2 separate regions of the Sus scrofa genome follow, and region 1 is linked to region 2. Evidence: chromatin contacts called from public HiChIP or PLAC-seq data. All regions are on one chromosome and are shown on one strand. The core of a region is the stretch at or near the end of the contact, and the rest is flanking DNA. Distances in the headings are between cores, read along the strand shown.

Region 1 (5,039 bases), core at 2,322-4,821, 210 kb after region 2:
GGTTAACACAAAAAGCCCCCTGACATTGTCTGGCACATAAGAGATAATGAACACCTCCCTTCTGAATCCTTTTTTTCTTTCCACTTCTCTATAAAACCTCCTTGTTAAAAGATACAAACACAATAACTCACCCAAATCACTATCTTCCCTGAAAGGTAATCCACAGTACCTAATTTTCATTTTGTTCCCACCAACTCCTTCAAATACATGCACCTCTCTTCCAGTGTTTCGGCTTAGTAACAATGAAAATGAAGAATAAATGTAGGGGGGAACCGCCTCTAATAAAATGGAGGAGAATGCAATAAATTTCCTCGCTCGTTTCCCACCCTATTTTAAATATGACTGTACTTTATGATCGTGCAAAGGAAAAGAGATAAATCACAGTGCTCTGAGATTCTGTACTTCCACACCAATAAAGAAGATTCTACAATACTGCTACACTGTATTCCTTCTCACCATCTGTGCTACTAATTGAATGTTAAATGAAGAAATAACACCTTCTTCCTACAGTAGTTTTCTGGTAAACAATAAAAAGGATTTCTAGAATGGTAAACCAATCTTCAAGACTTCACAGCAGAGTCGAGTACAATGACAAATTTGACAAATCTAGACTACAGCATATAAAAAACTTCATAACATGCATGCTGTTACCCGGAAAAACAACAAAAATCAACTCAAGTTTGTAACTGGTGAACTGCTGCCAATACTAAATTTTACTTAGAAGCAATAATTCATACTTAGTCACATTAAGTCACAAAGACTTATTTCTAGTGAGGTTGCCAAATTTTACATTCCTAATAACTAGCAATTAAAAGAGAATTTTTAAACATTTGTCTTTAAACTTCCACCAAACAAGATTTCTACATATTTTTTAAAGCTTTCTTGTAGTTTAAACTCGGGGAGCGAGGGAGAAAGTTCTCTCAATAACAGCTAATAACAGTGTCTCCTTGAAGTTTTCTGGCATTCTTACCTTGTTCCTTAAAGATAATTTACTCAAAAACATGACCACTGACACCTCCTCAAAAAGTTCAGAATAAGTCATAAATGAATACTAAACAGGTAACACTGCACATTGTACTGTCACACCACAGTTTAAATTAATTACGATTAATAGACAAAACTAAAATATTTCAAATATACACATCAGAGTTTAGTATATCTATGGGGAGGGAAGTCACATAAGTTAAAAAAAAATTAAAAAAGCATTGCAGTAAGTTTTTACTATCCCACATGAAGTACTTTATACATTAAAGTTAGGATTCTATGGCCTGTAACTGATGAAATCTAATTGTGAAAGCATATAATTTTTTTAAAGTCCTTCAATACATTGTACATTGGTCACAGTAGAACAGTTCAAATGAATTTTCCTGAGGCTGCATTCTAAGTACATCTGACCCAGAAAGTATTTTTAGCAGGTGTGTTCAATCAATGCTGGTTTTATGCCTAGCCTAAATTAGAAATTGGGTGTCACAAATTTAAAGTAACAAAGTTACAAAGGCCATTTTAAAAGATATTCAATTAGAAAATAAGGGGAAACCACAAGTTTTAAATAACTTAGTGCCCACAGCCCAGAATCTAAGCAGGTAAGAAAACAGGCAATAAGAAAGTCACATCCTCATCCATGACTACTTTTGAGGAAACTGTGATTTTTAAACTTAAACTTTAACCTAGTCAATTAATATTAATGAAACTACAAAATGGTCACCGCTGCTTGTGTTTTCAAAACCTCGTGCCAAATGTTTAAAACTGATTAGCTGAATCACAAATATTCCCATAGACAAAAAAAAGACCATGATTCTCTTCTTATAAACCATTCAAGATCATGATATTGTCATACACATGTTTTGACAAAAAACTGTTAACAGATCATGTGTGCCATTAAAAAAAAAAAAGAAAGATCCAGAGAGAGACATAAAAATAGCATTGGTGGTAACTGGAGCATAAATTTTGTCTGACAAAATCAGTGGATCCCACAGTATTTTGTCAGACTAAATTTACTCTCTTATTATGAGTTAGTAAAGAAGTTCTGTCTGATAAACTTTTGCTTTCAAAAAAGTCTTTTAAAAAAATCTGTATGTTGAATATGCCAAATTTAACTGATATAATATCTAGCTCTATCCCCTTAAGCACACTTAGAGCTCTGAATAATCATTTATTTTAAGGTCATCTCCTCCCCACCCCCTTAAAAAAATGAAAAATAATTTTTTTCTCTGGCAGGTTAAGATTCAAAAATCAGGATTAAAAAATGCCCTGGTTTTACTGTTCCACGGTCGTCTTCTTACTCAAATCATCTTTTACAAATCGGATACTTTGGCTTTAGGGGTTTTTTCCCTCCATCAACATGGTTTAAACTGGACTGTTTCAACTGTCAGCTCTGGTCACAAAAAACCTAATACTACCCCAATCTCGGATTCTAAAAGCAGTTGGTATACTGCAGACGTCCAGGTTCTCCGAGAAAAAGCGCTTGAAAATTCTACAAATCGGAGTGCCCATTGTGGTCACTATATAATACCTCCCAGGCATTAAGTCTCCCTTCTAAGTTTCGCAGAACCCATCTATACATATATCTATGCAATTGTAAACTGCTTCATTTTAAGGAAACCCTGGGGAACGCACTCGTACCTCTATTCTGCTAAACTCAACTTTTTTTTTCTGGGCCAACTACAGATTTCCTTAATACAAGTAGGCATCAGTAGATCTATAAAAGGCTTAAAACTTCAATGGTAGGGACTGTAAGCCCATACAGCACGCAGGAAGCGCTCATAGGACCCAATTTATTAAAATAAGAAAAAAAAATCTTACCAGCAATGGAAAACTCGGAAGATTCCAAAACCTCACCTAGAGTTTAGATGCCGTGGAACATTCCATCTCCGCACCTATTCCATCCCTTCTCCCTTGGCTCAACCACAACAGACATTCCAACTAAACCCCCCAGGAGCTCGGAAAGCAGGAGTCCCGCGAAGAAAGGGAGGAGGCAGGAAGCATCCTTTTCCCTTACTTTGGCATCAACCTCGCATCTCCAGCTGGCCCTGACTTGCCCCTACGAGCCCCAAGAGCCGCAGGTGACAGCCTCGCGTACCGCGCAGGGCCGAACGGCCGGCAGGGCTACGGGAGCCTCTTACCTTCGTATCCCAGCCGCGTCCTCCCGGCTGGAGAAGAAAAGCCCGGAGGCCCGGCTGCGCCGCCCCCAGGGCTCCCTCAGCGCCCCCCCAGCAGCCGGCGCCGCAGCGGCCGCGCCACGGCCCCGAGCCGCCGGCACCACCTCATACTGCGGGGCGGCCGCGCGCTCTCCCACCTCCCTGCGGGGATGAGCTAATCCGACCCCGCCACACTGCCGTGGGGGAGGGGAGCCCCGGAGCGGGGCCCGGAATCCGGCCCCTGGGGACCCTGGAGTCCTGAGCGAACAATGTGGGGGCCGAGAGGAGCGGAACTGCGTGCGGCGCTGCGCGAGCGGGCAGGCAATCCCGGGCAGCGTTTGTGTGTGAGAGTGCAATGGGAGCTCAGTCCCTCCCGCCTCCTCCGCCTCCTCCTCCTCTTCCTCCTCCTCCTCCTCCGTCTCCTCCTCCTCCCTCAAGCACACCCCGTCTCCCAGGCCACAGCATAGCAACCGAACATGGCGGCTGCGCAGACGCCGCCAGTCAGCAGCCAGGAACGGCGGTGGCGGCCACTGGAGGCGATCTCGCGAGAGACGAGGCCAAGCCCCTTCCCCGCCAGCACCGGCTGGAAGATGTTACACCAGCCCGAGAGCCGGGGGACGCGCAGGTGCGAGGGAGGCCGGACCTGGGTAGGTGGGGAGGAGGGGCGGGGCTCTGAGGCTCCACCCCGCGGCCCCGCGGCCCCTTGGCCCCGCGGCCGCGCGGCGATTGGTTACTGGAACTGCGACCCCCGCTGGACCTACTGACCTAAGGGATCGCCCGAAGGGGCAAAAAGAGAAAAACCGGACCTCTCGGCCCCAGGTTGTACTAACTTAAGTGTTAAAAGAGAATATAGGTTTTAGGATGCAGTTTTGAATCATTTCCTCTCCTAAATACCGACCCTGAAACAAAGAACAAACAACGTTCACTTATAAAACAGACGTTTGGGTGTCTCTGTGTGCCAGGAACGATGTACTTTTAAAAACTGAATTAATTCGTTCTAACCAAACGTATGAAGTGAGTGTTACCACGCCAGGGTTTGTAGCCTGGTGCATTCTAACATCCTATTGATGGCACAAACTTATTGGCGATGAGACATGACTAGGGGCGGCCGCGTGGAGGGGGAGGGGTTGTTAGCCAAATGATGGGAGGAAGAATTTGGAAACTGCTACATTTCCTTTTTGCATTCATTTTTGTCAGAGTTCTTTCCTGTCGTCTGGCACCTTCTTGCTCTTCCTTGCTCTTAGCCGCAGCGCCCCCACCAGAACCGGCCTGCCTAAAACCTTTCAAAAATCACTTTCTCTCCAAGCCGACAAAGTGCTCATTTACTGATGAGGGGTGGTTTTTGCAAGGTGAAATCTGGCACATTTCTACAAATCCGTGAAAGACAGCAATTTCTAATGACCATCTTCTCCTTTGCACCCCAGTTCAGTTTTTCCATTTTATTTTTTCTTTTTAGGGCCACACCCGCAGCATTTGGAAATTCCCAGGCTAGGTGTGGAATCAGAGTTACAGCTGCCGGCCTACACCACAGCCACGCCAGATCTGAGCCATGTCTGCGACCTACACCACAGCTCACAGCAACACAGGACCCCTAACCCGTTGAGTGAGGCCAGGGATTGAACCCAAATCCTCATGGATCCTAGTCGGGTTTGTTAACCGCTGAGCCACAAAGGGAACTCTGAGTTTTTCCATTTTTAAAAAGACAACTTGCCAGTCCCTGTTTTTCTGCGCTACCTCTTCCACTTAGTTTCCTTCTGAGAGCTTAGTTCCAGCCAGTGCTCATTCATCCTTCCCTGACAGGCTTTCCTGCCTGTTTCTCCATTTTCTGTGCCTAAGATCCTGTCCTCCCTCTATTGAAATGCTCTTCACTTCATCTCCGCCTAGCAACACTCAGTCATCCTG
Region 2 (4,347 bases), core at 1,113-3,612:
CAATTCTATTTCTGGTAGGATATCCTAAAGAAATAGTCCCATATATGCTCCAAGTTGTAGAAACAACTTTAAGCACATAATTAAGAAAAATTTAAGTATGTCCACCAACATGCAAGTAATTAAATAATGGTTCATACAATGGCGCACAAGAGAGTTGTTTTTCAACTACAGTTGACATAGATACTGATAAAATTTACAAGTGAAAAATGAAATCAGAAAAACAAATACAGTTTTATTCCACACTAGGGTGGGATACCTACATACACATATTTATTATACCTTACACACACACACACACACACACACACACCCCCAAACTTAAATGAGGTTATCTCTGGAGAGGGTCATGTGGAGGTGCTTAATTTTTCTATAAGAATATATAAACATAAGTTTTAAAAAATTTGTTAAAAAGTTTTCCCATATTCACTCTTTTCCCACCCCCACCCCCTATTCCCACTTTCATTCTTCAGGCTGCAGCACTGGATTTTTAGCAACGCCAATCAGACCCCTGTTTAAAAAATCTTCAATGGCCTTGCTCCCTGATCCAGCTCCTCCTACATCTGACCCTACTGGCCACCCACTCCCATGTGCTCACTGGAGTAACTCTTCCACTCAGCCCAAGAGTCTTTAACTCTTGGCCTTTTTTTGCTTTCGCTGTTCCATCTTTTTGGGATGTCCCTTTCCCACTCCACCTCTTTCCCACCCTCTCCCACCCACACACAGGGCTACCTTCAGATTTCTGGCTGAAAGGTCTTTTACACAGAAAAATATTCCCTGCCTTCTAAGTCAGGTTCCCGTGTTAGTACCCTTAGTCTTTTCTTTATGACACCGCAGGAAACTGTAATTAAATACCGAATTGTTTGTTTATTTTACCAGGCATTTCCCAGACTAACACACAAGCACAGGGACCTAGTCTGACTTGTTTTGTGACCTGCGAGCACAACACTATGCATATTAGGAGCTCAGTAAGAAACTTGCCTAAAACAATACAATGATATTTTTGGATAGTACGTTTATTTTTTTAATTTACTTTGTTTGAAGTAGAGCTGATTTACAAGGTTGTGTTAATTTCTGCAGTACAGCAAAGTGGCTCAGTTATGCATATATATAAATATTCTTTTTCATTTTCTTTTCCATTATGGTTTATCACAGGATATTGATACAGTTCTTTGAGCTCTACAGCTATCCTGTTGTTTATCCATTCATGTATACTAGTTTGCATCTGCTAACCCCAAACTCCAGATCCATCCCTCCCCCATCCTCAAAGGTTTTAAGTACCAGTTTTTAATTTATTATTTCTAATTTTTCAGCTATGAACTAACAAGAAGGGTTTCCTTTACAAGCAAAAAAATGCAAACTAAAGTAATCCATTTACTAACTAAACTAACTTAAGTTTTTCAAAGAAAGATATAAAACTCAAAAAGTTTGTCATACGTGTACACGCTCTTACATGCCTGGTAGACACAATCTTCGTTAAGCAACTGCTTTCTGATAACGCAACAAGCCAATATACAGCAAACACCATTAAGGTAATAAAATCCCAATATAGGAATAATTCAACAGTTAAACATATCGTTTCCTAATGAATTTTATCTAAAAAAAAAGAAAACCCCGCAAACTCATTTCTGTACAAGTAACCTATTATGGTGGGGGGGGTAGCAACTTGTTAATTATCTCAGAAATGGAGCTATGGGAAACTTTTTCTCTAATTCTTAAAAAAAACTTTTGATGTTAATTTAAAATGTTGCAGGCACAATATCGTAAATCAATCATAATTAAAAAGAAAACTGTTGAAAATACTTGGTATTCTAACAAGAGCAGGACCATGACGACAGCAACAGGTAGCATCAAAGTTCACCCCCCAAAGTCCCCGGACCCAGCTCTCCGCGGGCCACGGTGGGGGCGGGGAGGGCCCCGGAGGCCTCGCCCTTGCTAGGACACACCTGCCTCTCAGCTTCCAAACGCAAGGCAGCCCCAAGCGCATTCGCGACACCAAGCCAAGGTGTGTTTCCCTGACCCGCCACGTCCACGTCGCCAGTGGGCGCCCCTGGCCCGTCCCCCAGTCCCCCGACGCCGGACGCCGCCCCTCCCCTCGCGGGTTCAATATTCCGCCGGCCGACGGGCAAGCGCCCGGTGGCCCGAGGGTCACGGGCGAGGCCGCAGCCCCGGCGCGGGCGACCGAGAACCCAAGCGCGGGCCGCGCGCTTACCTGGGCTGCGACCGCGGCGCGGCCACGAGGGGAGCTGACCGCGCGAGGCTGCGAGGGGCGGCTCCTCCGGAGACGCCAAGAAATGGCGACCTGAGGCGCGCCCACCGCGGGCTAATCCCCTGCGGACCCCGACGCCCGCCGGCCCGCCCCTTAAAGCCCCTAAGCTCCGCCCTGGGGGCGGGTCAATCTGCTCTTAAATGGGCAACGCCGCCGCCCCGGAAACGGCCCGGCTCGGCGATGCTCCGTTTAAAGCGGCGCTGCTAGTCCCGCCGACCCCGCCCGGCGCCCGCGGCTGTGAAAACGGCCCTTAGGAAGGAGGGTTGCGCACCTGCGGCGCCCCTCATTAGCCCCCTCCCAGCCCGCGGACAGAGCCTGGCGTCAGGTGCCGCTGGAGCGTCCACTCCGTCGCTCAAAAAATTCATTCATTCAGCAATTATTTACTACTCTGCTGATAAAAGAACCCTCATTCTACTGGGACAGAGACGGTAACACACACACACACACACACACACACACACACACACACACACACGTCAAAGGTGCAGAGCATCATGAAGAACAACAAAGCAGGGAATAGTAATAGATTTGTAGTGAACGTTTCATCTGTTCTTCCTACGGATAATTCATGGAAGTGCCTGCGAGGGGCCAGAGTGAGTCTGGACACGAGATACAACGGATAAACCAGGCAGACAGGAGAAATAGAAAATAAGTGACAAAGGGAGTTCCCGTCGTGGCTCAGTGGCTAACGTAATCCGACTAGGAACCATGAGGTTGCCGGTTCGATCCCTGGCCTCTCTCAGTGGGTTAAGGATCCGGCGTTGCCGTGAGCTGTGGTGTAGGTTGCAGACGCGGCTCGGATCCCGCGTTGCTGTGGCGGTGGTGTAGGCTGGTGGCTACAGCTCTGATTCGACGCCTAGCCTGGGAACCTCTATATGCCACGGGAGTGGCCCAAGAAAATGGCAAAAAGACAAAAATAAGTGACAAAGTAGTAAAATTCAGTACTCTTATATTGGTAGTGTTACACATTGCCAAATGATAAAGAAAAATAGAAGCGGGATGAGAGACTAAGAATGAGATCTGGTGACTTTAGGTAGCTAGGTAGGTCAGGAGAAAGGCCCCATAAGAAGGAGCATTTTCGCCCCGTGGACACCGTGGGGGCAAAAGCAGAGGGAGAGTGAAGGCTACCGTGTGTTTGGCCAGCTCAGGAACCAGTGTGGCTAGAGGGACAGAGAGGACAGAGTGTGAGCTGAAGGGGTCCTGGCCCTGGTCAGAACCCTGAGGGCTGCGGGCGTCCACTGCGTAGTTGAATGGAGGACTTGCTGGCTGAAAGGAAGAGAGACCCTTCCTAGGATTTGGCACTGCTTTTCTGAACCTTCACTACCCCAAGACTTGGCTTGGCGGGGGGAAAGCGGGTCCCTGCCCAGTGCAGTGTTGGCTGGAGCACCTCAACAGGAGCTGAAGTTGCCAAAATGGCTCCACTTGTGTGTGTGGCATCTCAGCTGGGGTGGCTCAGAACCTGAGTTCTGCTTGCTTGGACCTGTCTAAGCAGCACAGTGAAAACTGATGTTCCAAGACTCATTAAGGGCAATGCCCAGAAGTCACACAGGGTCAATTCTGCTGCCTATTGTCAGTCAAAGCACATCAGGAGGCCAGGCCAGTTTTAGAAGAGATGGGACCAAGATCCCACCTTTTTTTTTTTTTTTTTTTTTTTTTTTTTAGTATTTTCTTTCTCTACCTTTTAAAAAATAGCTTTATTGAGATGTAATTCATACATGATACAATTCTCCCACTTAAAGAGTATACTTTAGTGGCTTTATGTATATTCACAAAACTGTGCAACCATCACTAATCTAATTATAGAACATTTTCATAGTGTCTTCATGGGAGACTAGACTTACAGGGGTGGGAGGAATTGTGGTGGTCATCTTTGAACCTTAGTTCAGTAAATAAAAGTAGTGATGGGAGTTCCCACTGTAGCTCAGTGGGTTAAGAACACAACACAGTATTCACGAGGATGCAGGTTCGATCCCTGGCCTCCTTCAGTGGGTTAAGGATCCAGCGTTGCTGCAAGCTGCAATGTAGATCGCAGACAGGGCTCGGATCTGGCATTGCTGTGACTGTGGTGCAGGCCAGCAGCT

Evidence for each region. HiChIP or PLAC-seq counts read pairs in DNA pulled down with a chosen protein or histone mark.
Region 1: a contact with region 2 is called in an H3K27ac HiChIP or PLAC-seq map of skeletal muscle. The contact joins the promoter of PTPN4 here to the promoter of EPB41L5 in region 2. A contact is called at or near these places in 2 of 5 promoter capture datasets (fetal liver and liver), 1 of 47 Hi-C or Micro-C datasets (heart right ventricle) and 1 of 2 datasets of contacts at active chromatin or transcription factors (skeletal muscle).

What each region holds. Positions count from the first base shown.
Region 1 is chr15:31,499,407-31,504,445 of Sscrofa11.1, forward strand. PTPN4 (tyrosine-protein phosphatase non-receptor type 4) reads right to left here and starts at 3,572. Exons shown (of 27, transcript XM_005654169.3): 1 at 3,123-3,572. It overlaps LOC102162428 (a long non-coding RNA gene), which reads left to right and starts at 3,584. Exons shown (of 2, transcript XR_002339085.1): 1 at 3,584-3,784.
Region 2 is chr15:31,293,516-31,297,862 of Sscrofa11.1, forward strand. It overlaps EPB41L5 (band 4.1-like protein 5), which reads right to left and starts at 2,363. Exons shown (of 25, transcript XM_021075141.1): 1 at 2,210-2,363.